2 separate regions of the Anser cygnoides genome follow, and region 2 is linked to region 1. A link is a contact called in public Hi-C data. All regions are on one chromosome and are shown on one strand. The core of a region is the stretch at or near the end of the contact, and the rest is flanking DNA. Distances in the headings are between cores, read along the strand shown. Region 1 overlaps CLCN3 (chloride voltage-gated channel 3). Region 2 holds the start of HPF1 (histone PARylation factor 1).

Evidence for each region. A called contact is a pair of places that touch in the nucleus more often than the background predicts.
Region 2: a contact with region 1 is called in a Hi-C map of liver, with 5 times the contacts expected there. The contact joins the promoter of HPF1 here to the enhancer-like site in region 1. A contact is called at or near these places in 3 of 7 Hi-C or Micro-C datasets (granulosa cells and liver).

What each region holds. Positions count from the first base shown.
Region 1 is chr4:53,465,334-53,472,284 of Taihu_goose_T2T_genome, forward strand. CLCN3 (chloride voltage-gated channel 3) reads left to right here. Exons shown (of 13, transcript XM_066996755.1): 2 at 5,906-6,081. The coding sequence starts at 5,922. Among named protein-coding and RNA genes, the nearest start is that of CLCN3, 12 kb to the left of the region's middle. Within about 2 kb of position 2,103, at least 1 of the 3 cell types and tissues checked has open chromatin away from gene starts, as enhancers often do.
Region 2 is chr4:53,524,598-53,530,937 of Taihu_goose_T2T_genome, forward strand. It overlaps HPF1 (histone PARylation factor 1), which reads right to left and starts at 1,520. Exons shown (of 8, transcript XM_066996766.1): 1 at 1,348-1,520; 2 at 283-442. The coding sequence starts at 1,428.

The DNA.
Region 1 (6,951 bases), core at 853-3,352:
CCAAGATGTTCTTGACTGCTTCAACCTTTTAGACAGTTGTTTTGATATATACATATGTGTATATATGTGTATATATATATATGCATACACACGCTTTATGTTAATATTTGAATTTAGGTGTAGGTGCCTGTCATATTGCTCTTTACCTGCTCTTAAAGTATATGGGATTTTTTTATATCTCAATTTTTTTTATATATTTAAAAGGATATGTATAAAATTCCTGACTACTTCGTATTAAATACCACTTCTGAACGCTCTTACCAGGTAAAACCTATTAAATCCTGTTTTTCTTCCAAAAACTTTCAGCAAATGATTCCTATTGGTACCACTGCATTTCACCTATTCTAGAACATGTTCTTATATGTAAAGAAAGATCGCATTCTAAATTTTTATTTTACCTGCCTTTGTTTTATGTCTGCATAGCACTTCTCACTGGGTACTGTCCTCATGTCAGTTTTGGAGGAATTTATGCATGAGTTTGGTCATATGACTGACTTCTGTTCAGCTCTTAGCTGTTTGTACTGAACAGAAAAAATGATTATTACAATGAGTTGGGGGTTATCAGGATTTTTCCGAGTGTGGGAAAGAGCTCTTCTGTTAACAAGATCATTTTTCAACACTATATGGTGTTCTATGGTTGATTCTTATTATAAAAAAGAAAAGCAGCAGCTTTTTCTTTCAGCTATTTAAAGCAGGTTTGGAATCTAGCTTTGAGTTCTCACCCACCCCCTTCTACTCGTCCCAGGACAATAAAAAGTTAAAATGTCTTTTGTTTCCTGCCCTTTGAGATACAGAAAAGTGTTCTTATGTATTTATGGGGCAACGGAGAACATACCAGAGGTTTACAGATTATGCAAATTGCCCGACAACAAACGTCCTGTAAATCAAATTTCTTACTGTCCTAGTCCATCTTCTCCAGAGACACTTCACTGCACTGCAAGTGATTCCCTCAGCTGACTCGCTTCTCTGCTTGACCTTTCCTTTGTAGGGCTTGAAAGATAAGCAGGATGTCTGGTGTTTGAGGACAAGAAAAACGCCTGAGGTCCTGAACTGTATGGAAAACTAATAGCTTTATATGCTTTGTGGACTATACATGTAGCTGTTTCTGTGCTGTTCCCCTTTACCAGTGTAGTTCCTGTTTGTGCTGTACTTAATTACATCTTGCACAATTTGCTATACCTGGATGCTCATTGCTCTCTTCCCTCTCCTTAGTTGTAGCAGGTGAGATACACTGTTCTATTTTTTTTTGTGTAATGATTTTTTTTTCTCATTTGTTTTTAATTGTTTTAGTGTCAGAGGCTTCTCTGTTAGCTTGCTTTGTAGAAGAGTTTTGATGGATCAGGACATCCTGGAAGTATGTTAGTATGGCTGAGTGTAGTTGCACCTTTTTCCTGTTACACTCTTTTCGCAGAAGACTTGGGTATATGTGTGGGATTGAATTCTTTGTTTCAAGAGCTCCCTGATTGTTGCTTAGATTTTCTTTCTTTATTCTTACAGCGCATTATTTCTCTACTTTTTTTTTTCAAAGAGTCTGAAAGATTTTTGAGTTTGTTTTCTGTCTGAACCATACTATGCATGAAAACTATGACGCTTCATAAAAATGCGGAGTGTAATACCTTTAGTGTTCTCATAAACCCTCTATCTTGCATTGTTAAAGTAATCTAGGCTGGAAAAAAAAAGTTTAAATACTTAGGGCAACTAGTAGTTGCTGGAAATCAGGCATGGTTTATTTTATTTAGTTTTTCAGGGTATTGGGCTTCACTGGCATTCAGATGATACCTTGTTTCCCTGCTTGAAGTTTCTCTTCAGTAACCCCATCTTTCCCCCACTTGCCTTTTAGTGTCCATTTGGATAGGGCAGGGAATCCGCGGGCTGAATCTGACCGTATAAAACAGCAGGCTGTCTGGTTCATTGCCTCTGCTCTGTTCTCCCTCTCTACAACTCTGTAAGCATTTGTGCAGGCTGCTGTGTGTGAATGCAGTCTTCCAGCATCCACAAAAGATAATCCCCACTGGCCTGGGTTGGGCATGAGTCTGGTTCTCCTCTGGCAGCTGTAACCACAAAAAAACTCCCGGCTGGCTCCTCCTTCCCTTTCTTATTGCTGTTCTCAGCAGTCTGCTTTGGAGGAGGAGTGTGCTTGCTCTGTCCACACCCTCTGCTTCCTTGGGCAGGGCAGACCTTCTGCATGCTATAACAGTATTTTAAGGTCACATGAGCACGCGCTTTTAAATTGACTCCGACACTGAACACAGCTCGAGGTGGTGCATCCCTAACTTTGTGTCCCAGTTTGTTAAACAAGCCCTTCTCTTAAAGGCACACAAGAAAATCTGTTGTGTGTTGACCTCAGCTGTCATCCCCACGCTCTTAATTGCAGGTGGAGGTGGCGGGCAAGCCAGTGACTGACGTGCTCTCAACAAGTAAAACTTCAGTCCTGTGTGAAGCTTATTGAGCTCTGACTTTCTGATGGCCTTCATTTCCCGCCTTTGGTGCGTGCTGCTGGAAGGCAGTAATCTGTAACACCATGTCAGGTACGAAGCAGTTGAGGACCTGACTTAGGGAATGCAGAGAAAGAACGTACAACTCTTAATCTTGGTTAGGGTGCTCGGCAGGAATGGTTTGGGTGTCACAGCTTCTGCTGGCTTGCTGAAGAGGTCTGTCAGCAGCAGTATGTCTGCAGCAGGAGACATGGTATTTCAAAACCAGCAGAGAAGGCCTGTGATACCATGCCATGCCATGTAACTGGAGGCACGTATGTGCCGGAGGAGTTGGCATGCAGGACTCCTCATGGTATGCTTGGTCTGGCTCTGGGACGTCTGTTGGTTTTGTCTGTCAGTTTCTGACTGATTGAATGTTCTAGTCTGTTGTAGACCAGGTTCAAAGCATTTTCTCGGTTATTGGAAGGTTTAATACCTCTAATGCACTGCTCTGACATTTCTGCAAAGTTATTAAACAGACCTCCAAAAGGAGAGTTATGTCCCTTACTATGAATAGCAGGCTTGTGGTAAGATTAACTGAAGTTGTGGAGCTCAATATAAAGGAATTTTTATTTTTATATTTCATATTTTTATTATTTTATATTTATTTTAAATATATGAAAGAGAGACAATGTTCTTCCTTCATTGTGGAGATAGGTGACAATGCAGGGAGTGCATACACATCTAGCAAGTCCAAAAGTTCTCAGTTCAGCTCTGCTGTATGTCTTCCATTTATGATAGTACCCAACTGATCCAGGCAGAGTGATGTTAACAGAAGTTTCTGTAAGCATAATAGCAAAATAGTTGGACTGCTTATGATCTGACCTCTTCTGGTATGTTCTTTGTAGGTACTGTATGGGAAGGCCAAAATTACTGTGTGACAACTTGTATCTATTGCATCATTCTAAATGTAGCTTCTGAATAAATTATCACAATCTGATATATTTTGGGGAAAATGGAGATGCTTCCAGGTGTAAGCAGATGTATTTTCAATCAGGATCTGCTTCATCATATGATAGTGTGAAATTTTCTTGGCTGTCCATTAAGGAGCTTTTCTCAGTGCCTGTAAAATCGTAAGAAGAATCCTCACACAGGTATGAAAGAAATGTGTTTGAAGAGAGAGCATGTTTTAAATTGTAAATATTCTGAACAGTTTTTTAAGGGAGTGAGAATGGTCAAACCAAAGGGATTTGTTTTGACCAATAGTAGATCTCTAGGGAAGAGTTTAAGAAGAGAATAAGCATACACACTTGTCTCTTGGCCTCCAGTATTCCTACCAGAGCTGTTGTCTTTGATAGCTTTTCATGGTTTTTTTCTTCCTCCTCGTCTTTTCCTCTGGTATTGTCTTCCATGTCACATCTTTCCAGACTGAAGAGCCCTGATCCATTTTGTTGCCCTGTAGAAGGAAACTTATTTTGTACTCTGTAATCAGTGTGATCTTTTGTAACCTGTTCTAGCTCTTCTGTAGTCCTTTTGGACTTCTGGCAGTACGAAGTTCTCTCTTGTACTTGATAGTACTTTGTATCTGATTAATTTGGGGACTGCTGGTGCATGTTAAGCTCTTTCTTGTAACTGTACCACTTCATTTGGGAATGGTAGTAGTCCCATCAGAACCCCTAGGGTAAGTTAGGATTGGTTCTGTTCCCTCCCTCTCCTCCCTACCTGCAATGTGACTCAATTCGTGGTTATCAGTAGAGAGTTTTATCTTATGTTATCACCCAGCTGCTCAGTGCTGACAGTTCTGTCCCCAGCTACCCTGCAAACTTTGTCACTTTACTTTTCACCTCTCTTCAGTAACTTGTTTGCTCTTTAGAGGGCTAAGCTGTTTGCCAATAGGAGAAAGCTGTTTGACCTCTGCTAATAACTCTTGACATTGGCCAACCAGTTCAGCTCTACTTCACAAGGCTCAACAGCTGGGTAGAGGAGAGAGATCGGAATTAGAAGTCCTATAATCTATTTTTAGAGCTGCCAGCTGGCTGGATGTTTATGGTGCATATAGCCTTGTAGCAGTTACAGTGAATGGTTAGAGAATGTGAGGATGAGCAGAGGAAACAGTGCATAAGGAAAAGATCTGGAGGGAGATGGAGGGCCATCTCCTTTGTTTGGAGGGAATGAAATTTTCTTATTGCTGAAAAGGTACATGATGCTTTAGTGTAATGTACTGCATGTGAATATAAAATATTTTGTAAAAATGATACAGTCATTGCTAAAATGGTCTTAATTATAAACTCCCTTGCCAATTATATCTTTTTTAGGAAAGCAATACTAGAAAATGTGCAGATTTTTGGAAAGACAGGAGCCTGATAGCTCTTAATTAGATGGGGTGAATGAAATAGATGCTTTTCAAGCACCCAACTGAGTGAAAATACTGTGCTCAGGAAGGTATGTGATGAAGATTGAACCTCATTCATACCTCCCCGTTACTGCTGCAAATCCGACTTAGTGTAGAAATTTGGAGAAGGGAAAGCTTTATCTTACAAGCTGAGTTGTCTAAAGACAACTGCCAGAATGTTTTTGGTGGTGTTCCTTGTTGAGTTGTCCTCTGCATTTGTTTAAAGGAAGCCTTTCTGTTTTGGAAGCAAAGACCCTGACTGTGAAGGAAGCAACTGCATAGTTACATGTCATTTCAGAGGTTGGGCTGTTGCATGCTAATAAAGGTATGACCATGCTTGAGAAATGACAAGCACAAGACTTTCTTTGGAAAGATAAGAGCATGGAATCAAGGTGTGGTCACAACATACCCCTTCCTCCCACCCTGATCGTGAAGTAATTTCTATGGTTTTCACTTTGCAAGGCAGAGGAGGAATACGTCTTGGTCTGTGAAAGCCTGGTGTGTTCAGTCTTCTGCAGAACTTGCTACCAAATGTGCAAAACCATCTGCTGCCTTTTCCTGATTATGTACAAAGGTATATATGTATGGGTTTTGAAAGCTTTACGTAGACAGAAGATTCTGAAAGGTTTTCCACTCAAATATTTCTGCTTTTCTCTGCAAAAGAATGTGAACAATTGTGTTCAAGGGACTACAACTTCGGAGTGAAACAAGTGGTAGGTTAAGGAGACGTATTACAAAAATACCGTGACTAAAGATTCTCACTTTTTAATCTAAAAATTGACTGGATTTTGTACCAGCTCCATGGCGCAGTGCACATTTGTATGTATTGGGTATGTGCATTCCAACCACATTTACTGAAAGTAAAATACTTTCGTGATGATATCATTAAAATAAGGAGATTCCCAAGAAAGGGGATGACGAAGTATCATCCTATTAAATATCAAAGGACTTGTGTAAAATGTTGTGTATAATATTCTGTATTACTGCTACATTTTTGTAACTTTTAGTACTGTAATCTTAATACTGTTTTATTTTTCATGTAAACTTACCAGTTGTTTCTGTGTTTTCAAATATAAAATAATTCATTTTCTTTATGCAGGTTATAAAGCAGCTAAATGGAGTCTGAGCAGCTGTTTCACAGAGGCTACTATCGAAACAGTTACAACAGTATAACTAGTGCAAGCAGCGATGAGGAGCTTTTAGATGGAGCAGGTGTAATTATGGACTTTCAGACGTCTGAAGATGACAATCTCTTGGATGGTGATGCATCAATTGGTAAGTTAATTTTATCTTTAAAATTTCTATGGGTTGCGTGTGGTTTTAGTTTTTTAAATAAATAAAAACAGTCCTTTTTCATAACAACTTAAAATTTCCCTTTAACTGTTCTGTCCTCCAAAAGGATGCTTTAGAGTTGAAAGTGGTTGAGAATTTTCCTGTGTGCTTGCCTCACAGTTGCATTGTATGGGATAACTTCTTATATGAGGCAGATAGTAACTTCTGTCAAATGACCAACTTGCTGTCAAGTAGGGGAAAGATGATTATTCTACAGCTACCTGCTTTTTCTTAGTTGTAATAGGATTTCTGAAGTCTTATGGTCTTTAATGTTCCCTTTGTGCAGAAATCAGCAGTCTTCTCTAATTGTTACGTCTAGAGAAAAATCTGTTTTCTGCTAGATTTGGCTTCAAGTCTGTAAAACAGGCAAAAACCTGACAAGCAGAGGTGACGTTAGAAGCAGTGCAAAATGTCGAGAGTTGAATTTTTGGCTAAGTGAAAAGTTGCAAAGAGAAGAGCACTGGCAAAAACATGCAAGTAATACAAAGAAAAAAGAACTGGGAAGCTCTCCCTCTATTTTTTCATAAATGAAGTAGTTAATGGAGTGAAAGCTTTAATGTTGTCTTAACAATGGTCAAAGAGCAGAACAGAAAGGAAGGAAAGGAAGTAATTTCTAATTAACATAGTAAACTTTGTTAAATATATACTCTTGTCATTTCCTCTTGTTTTGTGTAAAATTGAACTCAGCCTATTGGTTTTTTATCACCCTTTCCTCTCCCGTTAGCATTCAGTTGTCTTCCTGCCATGCACTTCCTTCATGCACTTTTTCCTGTTTGCCACATTTAGCACTCAGATGTTGCCATTATAACTGAT
Region 2 (6,340 bases), core at 270-2,769, 59 kb after region 1:
TAATATTTTAAATGTACCTACAAGAAAGGCAGATTTAGATAACATTTAATCCTTGACGTGCCACGGTTTAATTATATTTCAGGAAGCTTGAAGTAGACTGACATCTTTGTGATTATCTCCAGTATTCTTGTTTATACTCAAGTAAATATCTTGACAGCTGAGCTGCAAACTGAAGCAGCATGAGAACGCATCTGACAGCCTCCAGTTTGCCTACCTTCCGGCTGTTTTTTTTGAGAGTGAAAGTTAGGAAAGGCAAAAAATAAATAAAATCCAAAAACCTACCACTTGGTTTCTCAGGATCTAGTTCTTCACAGAACTTCCAAAATTGGTAGAAGTCTTCAGGTAGCCTAAGCTGGTAGCACGTTTCTGCTTCTTGACGAAGAGCATCAGGTATATCTGCCTGATTTGACCTTCTCTTCTTGGCATCCCCATTTTTTTCACACTGCAGATAGGGAAAGAAAAGTTAACCTCATTGCTTCCTGTCAGTTCCACTGAAGAACTTTACAAAGCCTCTGTATTAATGGAAAAACAACGACCAAGACCATAAAGTCGTGCTTGTTATTTAAAACAGCGTATATACAGATTAGAACATCTACTTTGCAGAGAGTCCCTTAGGAGTGTTATAACAAGTGTTACAACTTGTTTTCCCCAACAAGTTCTTAATATGTACAAAATAGCAAAGCACTACTTTGATATCAGTGGGTCAGTGTGCCCCTAAAGAAGCACCTTTATGAGCTCATCAAGTAAAGGACTAAGCAATCTTAATCTAAGTTTGGCATTATGTTAAAATGGCAGTTTCTAACCACGCAGCAGCCTGCATCTAAGGAACTCCTGTTATACAAGCACTTAGAAGAACGGACACAATTTTGTCATGCTTGATTGAAGGACATAAATCCTCCAAGTGTTTACTACTTGTGCCACTCTGCTATTCCCAGTCTGAGCTGGTGCAGTTTACAGCCTAACATTTTAGATGCAGCCAAAAGTTTAAGTTGCTGTAAAAAAAAAAAATAATGAAAAAAAGATGTAAGGCGAACCAAAACGGGCATGGAAATGCTCCATCCATGCACACACACCGCTACAGCTGTAAGCCTAGGTGGGCTTTTCCCCTGCGATGCTCTAAAAATTGGTAGGTAACTAAACGCTAACGAACAAGTTATGCATAAAAAGGCCAGGTTTATTCCTCTGCTCGGGACGGCACGCCAGGGCTCCCCGCCCGCCCCGACGCGGGCCTAGGGGCTCCGAGCGGCGGCCCGCAGCGCCCCCCCCTCAGCCCGGGGGCCGCCCGCCAACCGCCACCCAACGGCCGCCAACCGCCGCCAAGGGCCGCGCCGCGCGCCCGCTAACCGCCACCTGCTCGCCCCCCGCCGCCGCCGCCGCCGCCGCCGCCGCCGCCGCCGCGCGCGGCCGCCGCTTGCCGCCCCCTGTCATGCTCCCGCCGGCCGCATCGCCGCGCAGCGCGCCCCGCCCCTTCCGAGGTCGCGCGCCGCGGCCCCGCGCCTGCGCACGCCCCGCCCGCCGGGGAGGGGGAGCCCGCCGTTAAACGGCCGGGAGGGGGCTCAGGGGGGGGCTTTGAGGTGGCTCGCGCGGGTGGGCGGTGGTGGGCTGCTGAAGGGCTTTGCGCGGAGAGGCAGGGCTGGGAGACCTGCGGCACGCCTCACGAGTCCTGTGAGGAGCGGCTGAGGGAGCTGGGGTTGTTCAGTCTGGGGAAGAGGAGGCTCTCCTGAACCTCATTGCTCTCTGCAACTACCTGAAAGGAAGGTGTGGGGAGCTGGGGGTCGGCCTCTTCTCACAGGTAACTAGTGACAGGACTAAAGGCCTCAAGTTGCGCCAGGGGAGGTTTAGGTTGGAAATGAGGAGACATTTTTTCTCAGAAAGAGCAGTCAGGCATTGGGACGGGTTGTCCAGGGAGGTGGTGGAGTCACCATCACTTTTTTTTTTTTGTTTGTTTTAAGTCTTGCAGTCCCTTAAGAACAACTGTTGGCTACAGTATTTGCAGTGACCCAGGTTATTAGCTTCTATCTAGGAATATGCTGCAGTGTAATTTGGCCATATATAACATTGACAGCTTAGCATTGGTTTTAGTGATGCAACTGACACAAAAGCCTGATAATTTTAAGTCTGGCTACAACATTCGCTATAAAAAGTTGCAAAGTATGTTACAGGAAACTTGATCCTGACTGAGGATGTTTCCTATCTGTAAAAAATAGGTAGGTACTTCACAGAAAACATGGGTTGATACCACAGAGGTACAGGGCAGTCAGGGACAAAGTCTCCTCCTTCAGCTGGGGAAACTGATGTTTAAATCAACATATGTACTGAATTATTTTCAAAAATCCTGCAAACACACGGAAGGAATATTAAATTCCAAATTTGAACTTCATCTAAGGGATGGATTACGTTTCATAACCTGAGGTTAAGCAGAATCAAGATGCAAGAGCTTGCTAACAAACCACAAACCTAAATTTCTTGTGGGAAGTGTAAGGAGGACTGCCCTGAGGTTTCTCTGGGATGTGTTTTCTAATATTAGTCTCACTGTTGCTCCATAATTTCCAGGATACCAGACCTTAACTGTAGTGTAAGCATGATGAAAGGGCACCTGAAGGAATGGCGTTTTCCTCAGTAGCCTGGTGGAGGTGACTTTGGGTTCTTAATTCTTAGGAGAATAAAGCCTGCTCCCCCCCCCCCCCCCCAAAAAAAAAAAAAAAGAAGTAAAAAAAGGAGTATCCATTATATACTGTAGCTTACCTTACTGAAATTCATACCTCATGCAACAAATTGGTTCAGTGACACCTGAGGCACTGATATTTCCCATTTCAGCATTAAATCTAATGATGAGTACTAGGTTCTGCCACCCTTTACTATTTCAGGATTGGCTTTTTTCCCATTGCAAGGTGAGGTTAATTAAGGAATTAGCTGTGAGTAGTTAGTTATTAAAAAAGGCAAAGAATTTTGAAGAACCAAGACAAAGTATCTTAATATAGTATTGGCCAGGTTGATGACTTTGTGTACAGTATAGCTCCTTTAGGAGGCAGCCTTAAGGAACTAATTAATCCCTTGATTAACCTCATCTCCAAACCCGTAGCTTTGCAGAGACTTTTCAAGCCCTCCTCTTCCCGGTTTTTATTGAAATAAACACTTAAAGTAATCATTGTCAGTTCCACAAGTGGAATTTTACTAAGTTGAATGCAAGAGCTACATGAGAAGGATAGTTCAAACATGCCTCATGCCCTAGCCTATAGTCTCAAGTGTGTATTCTTGCCACATTAGTCTTCTGCTACATAACAACTGAATGAAATCATCGTGAAGGCTTTTATATACTGAGTCGAGAAGAACACAGAACCTTTTCACAGGTGGAAAACTGAAAACTTTTCTCAGTTTGACATTTTGTCAGTTTGACATTTGCCTCTTACGATATTTGGCATTCCAGCATTGCGAGAGAAGTAGTAGAGGTGTGAAGTGACCTTACGATGGACCCATTGTAGATATGCCAAAATCTCACAAAGCAGAACTATGCTGGAAAAATGCAAGTTAACTAGAGAAATACTTCAGCATTGGCATAGTGTTAATAGTGACAGGCCTCAAAAGCCCAAGCTGTAAGGCCATCACCACTTCACTGAAGATACAACTCCTGTGAGCTTTATAGATCAGTTTATTTTTCTTTTTTTTTTTTTTTTTTCTCCACAGAAGCTATAAAAGCTTGAAAGCAAGCACCTCTCCTCTAGAGTAGTCTCCGGTTTGGTGATACCCCAGGAAAGAAGGAGGCACAAAATCTAGGAGGAAAGATAGTAAATCACCTCATGCTTCCAGGCAGGTGCCCCAGCCACTAGGTTATTGGGTAAGAGCAACAGTGTTTGACCATATTTAAAGTAAAATGAGCACTCATTTTGCATCTATATACATATATATGCATGTATACATATTTATGAACATATAGATGTGTAGTGTAACTCACTGTCCTTTTATATAAATCTTACAAACAATTTTGGAATGAGTACCCTGTGAGAAATAGGAGATGAAGTGCCCACTTGCCTGATCCTATCCCATCAGGCTTAAGCTACGAGGCAGTTAGCTTGGTTCAGTTAAGACCATGGTGTGGTACATTCAGAAAGCTTGACCGGATAGATAAGAGGGGCATTTTTGAGATTAGATGTATCTAGACCCAGGTGGCAGCTAAGAAGTGGTTTTCAGGACAGCAGTTCTGAACTTAAGTACACGCTTTAGGTTTGATAAACTATCAGTTACTCTTCAGTTAAGTCTTTATGCTCATCAGCTCCTCTCTGAATTTTAGAAATAAGAGATTGTGAGACTCCGCACAGTTTTACCATGCAGGCCCCCTCTGAAAACACAACAAAACAAAAAACATCACTGCAAGATACAAAATGATTATTCAGTGCACTATTGTATTTTTTTCTCTCTGTAAATAAGCAGTAGCTCCATCTGTGCGTACCTACCTCCAAACAATTTGTTCTCACCTCTCAAGTCATAGACTTGAAAGCATTTCTATAATATGGTATTGCTAACTGTGTTGACATCCCTTCTTTTAACAACCTCTAAAGCTGTGACATGGAAGAATTTTTACAAAGGATGAGCAACTAAAGCAGAATATACAATAAAGCATTTTAGAGCTCCCTACTTCAAACCTGTAAACAGTCTCCTGTGCCTATGCTATCAGACTTCTGAATCAGCATTATCAGAGATTATCTCAGAGATCAATCTGCAAAGTAGCTTTATCAAGCTCTAAGGCCATCTGCATTAGTCCTAATATGCAGAGAGCCTAGCCTTTTTTCTTTAATTTTAAAGCATTCATAAATACGCAGTAACAGCTTCTGTGAGAGAGTACAAAACTGCACTCTGTTGTCTTGATAAAAAAAAAAAAAAAAACAACAAAACTTTTCAGACCTGCTTACTTAAAAACTGTGGTAGATATTTCCTGTGTATACATTTAATTTACCCTTTGAAGTCACCAAAACCTTCATGTGTCTTATAACGATTTTTCCTGTATGTTCCCAAGATCATTGCTTAATATCCAAAGCTACCAAAACATGCCCCATTCTGTGTCAAAATCTTTTTCATTTCAGTGTTTCATAGTTGTCCTGGTTCCAGTTAGGACAGAGTTAATTTTTCCTCATAGTAGCTGGTAGGGTGCTATGTTTTGGATTAGGATGAGAAAAGCGCTGATAACATGCTGATGTTTTAATTGTTGCAGAGCAGTGTTTACACCAGGCCAAGGACTTTTCGGCTTCTCGCTCTGTCCTGCCAGCGAGCAGGCTGGGGGTGCAGCAGGAGCTGGGAGGGGACAGACCCAGGACAGCTGACCCAAACTGGCCAAAGGGGTATTCCATACCATCTGACGTCATGCTAAACAATATATAGGGGTGGCTGGCCGGGGTGGGGGGCCGGCTGCTCGGGGATAGGCTGGGCATCGGTCAGCGGGTGGTGAGCAATTGCATTGTGCATCACTTGTTTTCTTACACATTATTATTATTAATACTATTATCATTATCACTATTATTATTATTATTGTTATTATTATATTCCTGTCTTAATAAACTGTCTCTGTCTCAACTCACCGGCTTCACTTTCCCGTTTCTCTCCCCCATCCCAGAGAGGGAGGGGGGAGGGTGAGCGAACGGCTGTGTGGTGTTTAGCTGCCAGCCGGGTTAAACCACAACAATAGTTATTAATTATTGTGAAGAAAGCCTTCGAGAGTTAAAAGGCTGAGCGAAAGCTTTTATCAGCTACTAGATTCTAGAAAGAAGGAAAGGTCAGCAGAGTTGTTGAAATCTGGTTTATGCTTCTTCCCTGCCATTCACTGACTCACTTATGCTCAAAGCTTTCTTTAAGAGTTAATTTCTTTCCTCCCACCCCTTGCAAGGTTCAGATTTGCCCTTCTGTGAAAGAAATATCAGAAATAAAGCTATTCTGTTCAGAGACTGTGCTCAGGTGTTCCAGAGACTTAAGGGCAGAGTTCTGTGCAAGACACAAAGTCTGCTCTGCTCTACCAGGTTAGATGGGGTGTGATGCATGTAGTTCACCATCTGTTTTTCCATACTCTTAAGTTTATACAATTTAGGGGGAACCATTCAAGCCACGCTTAGTTACTGGTTTTAGATAATTTCAGGAGTACCTAAGCAGTAAGGAATAGGTGTGTGCAGTCTCCTCATCATTCACTGTAAGGTACTGATGACTAGACTATGCAATATAAATACATAGACATTTAATTTCTGTTCAGCAACTACTAGCTTTTGCAGAACGTGACACTGCATTTCTCTTGCCACAAGAGGGAGCCATTTAAATTCTTGTTATTAAAAAAACAGAATTTTGAAGAGCCAAGACAAAG